2 separate regions of the Mus musculus genome follow, and region 2 is linked to region 1. A link is a contact called in public promoter capture Hi-C data. All regions are on one chromosome and are shown on one strand. Each heading gives the region's core, a stretch centred on a gene start, on an enhancer-like site or on the middle of the called end of the contact. The rest is flanking DNA. Distances are from core to core; before and after follow the strand shown.

Region 1 (2,879 bases), core at 64-2,563:
AAGACAGCGACAGTGTACTTACTTATAATAATAAATAAATCTTAAAAAAAGAAATAAATCTAAAAAAAAATCTCAAAATTAAAAGGCAGTCATTCTTTAAAATACTGTTCTATATGATGCATTTTTCTAAGTATTTTACTAGCAATGTGCTTATGTTCAGAATAATGTACACAGCTAGGGATTTGGTTCCGTACTACCCTGTGGGTGCTCAGGTTAGAACTCTGGTCTGCAGGCTTGGCAGCTCCCAAGCTCCCCTTAACCCATCGAGGATTTTGCCTGGACCCATTTATTTTATTCATAAGTGAATACTAGATGGTCCAAAAGAAACAGAGCAAGCCATTTGGAATAGTAATTTGTTTTGTTTGTTTTGTAACTTAGATATGGTCTCATGCAGTCAGGTGAGCCTTCAACTTGCTTCGGAGCCAAGGATGAATAATCTCTCTCCGCATCCTAGGAGGGCTTACAGGTTCCAGCCATCACATGCGGCTTGGAAACGCTCTACAAATTGGATAGCCAAACGTTTATAAAAACATAAAAGACTGTTCCCACAGCCGGGTATGGTGGCACACGTCTTTAATCCCAGCACTTGGGAGGCAGAGGCAGACAGATGTCTGAGTTTGAGGCCAGCCTGGTCTACAAAGTGAGTTCCAGGACAGCCAGGGCTATACAAAGAAACCCTGTCTCAAGACAAACAAACAAGCAAACAAAAGACTGTTCCCAACCTTATCAGTGGCACGGCCTTTGATTCCAGCACTCCGGAAGTGGAGGCTTGATTTCTTTTGAGTTTGAAGCCAGCCTGCTTTACACAGTCATTTCAGGCCAGCCAGGGGTTACATACTGAGAATCCATCTCAAAAAGATAAAAATAACGAACCAAGTCAAAGAATAAATGAAAAGAGCACTTAAGTACAATCAAACTACATGAACACGCGAGAAAGGGACTACAATCTTCCCCAGAACCTAACAGAAACCGAACCATGGGGCCAGCCCACTGGTTTAGCAGGGCTGGGACATTAGAGATGGGAAAAGGAAGTGAGTGGGAGGATCCAGAGGAGTCGAATTCCCCCTCAGATTTTTTTTATCCCCTCGCGTGAATTATTAGCTACAGGAGAGGGGCATCTGCGCGAAGAGAGACAGAAGCAGGTGAGAGAACCTTCCATGACCTTGGCCAGACCCGCCACAGTCTGAGGCGCAGAAGGAACGGAGAGACAACAGCCGATCGCGGCAGCTTCCTACATTCCAAGAAGAGGAAGAGGCGGGGCGTGAGCTGCGGCCTCGGAGACCAACGAATCGGGAGGCCAACGGGAAAGCACGTGCTCGCGCGGGAGCCGCCCCCTCCGGCTGATGGGCCCGCGGCGGCAGTGGAGTGCCCAAGAGCAGCGGCGGTATGGCGGGCGGGGCCCGCGAGGTGCTCACGCTGCAGTTGGGACATTTCGCGGGTTTCGTGGGGGCGCACTGGTGGAACCAGCAGGTCAGGCACCTAGCGGCAGCCCGGCGTTCCCCGCAGACAGTACCGGCCCTGCCCCTCTTCCCCCTCCGCTCAGCCCTGTGACCCCTACAGGATGCTGCGCTGGGACGCATGGCCGAGGACGAAGAGTCGCCAGGCGAGCTGTGCCCCGACGTCTTGTACAGAACAGGCCGGACACTGCATGGCCAGGAAACCTATACGCCTCGACTCATCCTAATGGATCTGAAAGGTGAGGCGATGGTGGGCTCAGCCAAGTTTTCCCGTGTGGCGTGCGAGGGCCCTAGCATCAGTTCACTTCAGATACCGGATCGGGCACAACCCCCGACGATGTCGAAAAGGCAAGTTTACTTCAGGATCTGGCTCTGGAATTGTCAGTATAATGTTAAGCTGCTTGCACTCACACCTACAGACGGACCACAGCTTGTTTTGTTTTTTTGTTTGTTTGTTTTCGAGACAGGGTTTCTCTGTATAGCCCTGGCTGTCCTGGAACTCACTTTGTAGACCAGGCTGGCCTCGAACTCAGAAATCCGCCTGCCTCTGCCTCCCTAGTGCTGGGATTAAAGGCGTAAACCACCACTGCCCGGCTGGACCACAGCTTTTGAGAGAAGGATGGATTCCATATTCCCTGTCCCATCTAATGTATATCCAAGTGCCATGTAGTTGGGCACGCCCTTAATCCCAGCCAAGGCAGGTAGAAGCTCTGAGTTCAAAACCAATTTGTCTGTATTGTTGGAAACTACTCAGGGCTACAAAGGGACACCTCATCTAGGTAGAGAGGAACTGCCACACCATATTCCCTGACAGGTGATCAGTTTAGTCTTGATCACATGACCCCCTAGGTTTAACCTTGCCTTTCATTTCTGGGCAGGTAGTCTGAACACTCTAAAAGAAGAAGGTAACCTCTACAGAGACCGACAGCTAGAGGCTGCAGTAGCGTGGTAAGTACCGCTCCTGTGAGCATGGCCCACTGTGTGTACATAGACGGCTGGAGAACTCTGCTTACTCTTACTCTTTCAGGCAGGGGAAGCTCAGCACACACAGAGATGACGCCCAACCAAAGAACCCAAACCTCCAGGGCCTTCTGAGTGCAGAGGTGATGACGAGGGGTGGGGCTCTGTCCCAAACCTTTAAACCTGCTACAAGCACAGTGGCTCTCCGATGCACAGTAAAAGGTGTCTAGTCACTGTAAATGCCATAGAGTAGTGTTTTTGGAAAAAGCACCGTTGTCTCTGAACTGGCGGGAACCCAGAAACTGGCTCAGAGGTTAAGAGTCGGACCTGTTCTTCCAGAACTCTGCATTGAGTTCCCAGGGTCCACATCAGGCAGCTCACAGCTGTAACTTCAGTCCCTGGGGTTCTAACACCCTCTTCTGGCTTTGGGTACCTCAGGCACGTGGTGCACATAACCTTAAA
Region 2 (3,080 bases), core at 25-2,524, 250 kb before region 1:
ATCCTAAGCTGGTGTCGATTTTGATATGTAGCCTAGGATGGCCACGAATATTTTCTGATATTAGTTCAGTTCCAAGTGCAAAAATTACAGATGGCTGGGGCTTACAAAGGCTGGAGATCAACCCAGGGCTTCATGCAAGCTAAGTGACCCCCACCATATCAACTGAACTATATCCCTAGCCTACTAAGTACTTCTTAATTAGTATCAGTAATACTTGGCCGGCAGCTGGGCCTCCATTAAATGAAACTGGACTAGTTAGGGTTCATGAGTCCTGTTTTGGTCAAAGGGGAAAATCAGAGCAAAATCACTGTCATATCCAGCAATACGATGAGCCTCGGGGGCAGTCTTGGCCCAGGACATGAGGTCTGTAGGTTTGACTCCAACATCTGGTCACCATTCTCGGCCGCTTCCTCACAACCTTCTTAAGGAAAGTGAGCCTATGGTACACTGGCCTAAAGTGGCTGACAGGAAACCAAGAAGATGCAAGCACGAGGCTTTCCCAGGTAACCCTATCTTGATTAACTTAACATAAATGCAATCTCACTTTGGACACCAACCAACAAAGCCACTGCGTTCTTTCCTAGAAAAGCATATCTAGCCTAACTTTCTTAACTTCTAAACCCTGTTTCTTCCTTGCTTACTCAGAGAAGCTAGAATAATTTCCTAGCCTCAAACTCTTCCTCTACACTGCCATCTTAACACTTTTCGGATCGTATTAAACCCTTGGTCCAACTTTTGCACGACTGGGACCGCTCCGGTGTCTACCTCATCACTTCTAAGGCTTTTCCAAGTTTACTATAGGTCTTGCTGCTACACCGAAACACGTCGACCTCCCTCCCTCTCATCTCGCTACTCTGCTGCTTCGAGAGCCCGACACTCCTAATTTCTCCATATCCCGTTGCCGTCCGTCTGGCGGTAGCCATCTTTCCGCGGCCCCAAGGTCCGCCAGCCCGCGCGCTCACCGTTCTGGCGGCGAGGCCCGTGCGCTTGTCCCACAGGAAGTCCGTGATGGCGGCGGCACTGCGGCCGGAGTCCCGGCACCCCCGCGGCGACGAAGTGCGGTTCCACCCCCCAACCCGGGGCCCTGGGACCTCCCGCCCCGTTCCCGGGCTCTGCTCCAGTCCCGCCCGCCCGGGCTCCGTCCCCGCCCCCAGGATCCGCTCGGCGCCTCTCGCACCGCCCCCGCCCGGGGCCCGATCCCAGCTCGGTCTCCGGCTCTGGCCTCTCCGCTCCGCCGCCGCCGCCGCCGTGAGCGAGCACGCACGCACAGACGCACGCACGTCCTGCGTCACTTCCCAGCCTCTGATGGGCTCCGCCCCCCGACACCGGGCCCTTCGGGCCAGTGAGCCGCTTCCCCTGCGCCTTCCAGAGTTAGAGAAGCGGTGGGTGCGCCTCTTGGTTCGGGTCTCGAGGCGCTCGGAGCTTGTCACGTGTTTGTTGAGTCTCTAGGTCTTTTTATCCTTTCCCATGACACCTTCCTCTTGCTCTTCACCAGAAGACAATTTGTGGCTTATTTAATATTGGCTGTTTTAAAGGATTGTTAGTTATTTACATTGTATCGCTATTGAGCAAACGACTCCAGTGAGGTTTTGTGAAGTCTGGTTCTTCAAACAAAACTTGAAAATATATACCCTCCTGCTTCCGAACGCCAGCAAAGAAAGGTTCCCTCTTTGTTCTGCACAAAAGTATTTCATGTTTGGGGCAGGTGCACAGACATAGAGGAAGGAGAATCGGACGCCGTTGTGTTTTAACTAATCTGTATTAAGTATAAATTTACCGAATCATCTTCCTTTCTTTTTAGATTTACCTTAAATTATTTTTGTTTCTGTAGAAGGGTATGTGCATTTCAGTTCAGGTTTTCATGAGGCCTGAAGAAGGGGCCAGTCAGATCCTCTGGAGCTGAAGTTACAGGCAATTGAGGGCTTACCATTGTGGATGCTGGATCTGCCAGAAGATTGCACTCTTAACCACGGAACCATCTATCTCTCCAGCTTCAGTTTACTAAATAGTACAAAAGAAGAAGGAGAAGAAGAAGAAAACGAAAAGGAAGAAGCAGCAGCTAAACATGGTGGTTCATGCTCATAATCTCAGCTCTTAGACGACTGAGGCAGGATTATTTGGAGGAGCTCAAGGCCCGCATGGGCTGCAGTGTGAGACTGTTTCAAAATCAAACCAGCTCAGGATGTGGCTTAGTTGGTGGAGTACTTGCCTTTTGCCCAGAATGCCCTGGCAAGAGAGCCATACATACAACCTATACACGTAACCAATCCCAGGACATAGGAGGTGAAGGCAGGAGGATCCAGGTTATTTCTTCCTTCCTTCCTTTTTTTTTTTTTTTTTTTTTTTTTTTTTTTACTTCAGTTTTTTGAGACAGGGTTTCTCTGTGTAGCTCTGGTTGTCCTGGAACTCACTCTATAGACCAGGCTGGCCTTGAACTCAGAAATCCACCTGCCTCTGCCTCCCAAGTGCTGGGATTAAAGGCGTGCGCCACCACTGCTGGGAAATCAAGGTTATTTTTGCTATATAATGAATTTAAAGCCAGCCTGAGTACACTGATAACCTGTCTCAAAAACAAAGGTTTGGTTTTGTTTTATCTTTTGTTTTGTTTTTTGTTCTTGTTGTTGTTGTTGAGGGGCTGGAGAGATAAGTTAGCAGTTATGAGCACTGGTTGCTCCTCCAAAGGACCTGTATTAGTTCCCAACCAACCCCCACATGGTGACTCATGTGCCCTGTGACTCCAGTTTCAGGCCATTCAACATTCTTCTAGTATCCTCAGGCATTTCATGCATGTAGTGTACAGACATACATGCAAGCCAAAATATTCAATGCACATAAGAAAATACAAATAAATAAATGTTTTTTAAAAAAAAAGGAGAAAAACAACACTATTTGAAGGTCCTAGGAAGGGGCTGGAGAGATGGCTCGGCTCAGCTGTTAAAAGCACTAATTGCTCTTCCAGAGATCCTAAGTTCAATTCCCAGCAACCAGATGGTGGCTCACAACCATCTGTAAAGGGATGTGATACCCTGTTCTGGTATGTCTAAAGACAGCTACAGTCATATACCTAAAATAAATAAATA

What was found. Promoter capture Hi-C pulls out the DNA fragments that hold promoters and counts their contacts.
Region 2: a promoter capture Hi-C map of erythroid cells shows a contact between it and region 1, with 3 times the contacts expected there. The contact joins the promoter of Clk2 here to the promoter of Msto1 in region 1. A contact is called at or near these places in 13 of 39 promoter capture datasets (the 3T3-L1 cell line, the C10 cell line, the SN4741 cell line and 8 more), 2 of 484 Hi-C or Micro-C datasets (forebrain and liver), 9 of 115 datasets of contacts at active chromatin or transcription factors (the SCID.adh cell line, astrocytes, effector CD8 T cells and 3 more) and 4 of 9 other capture datasets (adipose tissue, liver, macrophages and 1 more).

What each region holds. Positions count from the first base shown.
Region 1 is chr3:88,912,384-88,915,262 of GRCm38.p6, reverse strand. It overlaps Msto1 (misato 1, mitochondrial distribution and morphology regulator), which reads left to right and starts at 1,313. Exons shown (of 14, transcript NM_144898.2): 1 at 1,313-1,470; 2 at 1,561-1,696; 3 at 2,336-2,405; 4 at 2,485-2,560. The coding sequence starts at 1,387.
Region 2 is chr3:89,162,989-89,166,068 of GRCm38.p6, reverse strand. Clk2 (CDC-like kinase 2) reads right to left here and starts at 1,274. Exons shown (of 13, transcript NM_007712.4): 1 at 963-1,274. It overlaps Gm45927 (predicted gene, 45927), which reads right to left and starts at 1,274. Exons shown (of 19, transcript NM_001310017.1): 1 at 963-1,274.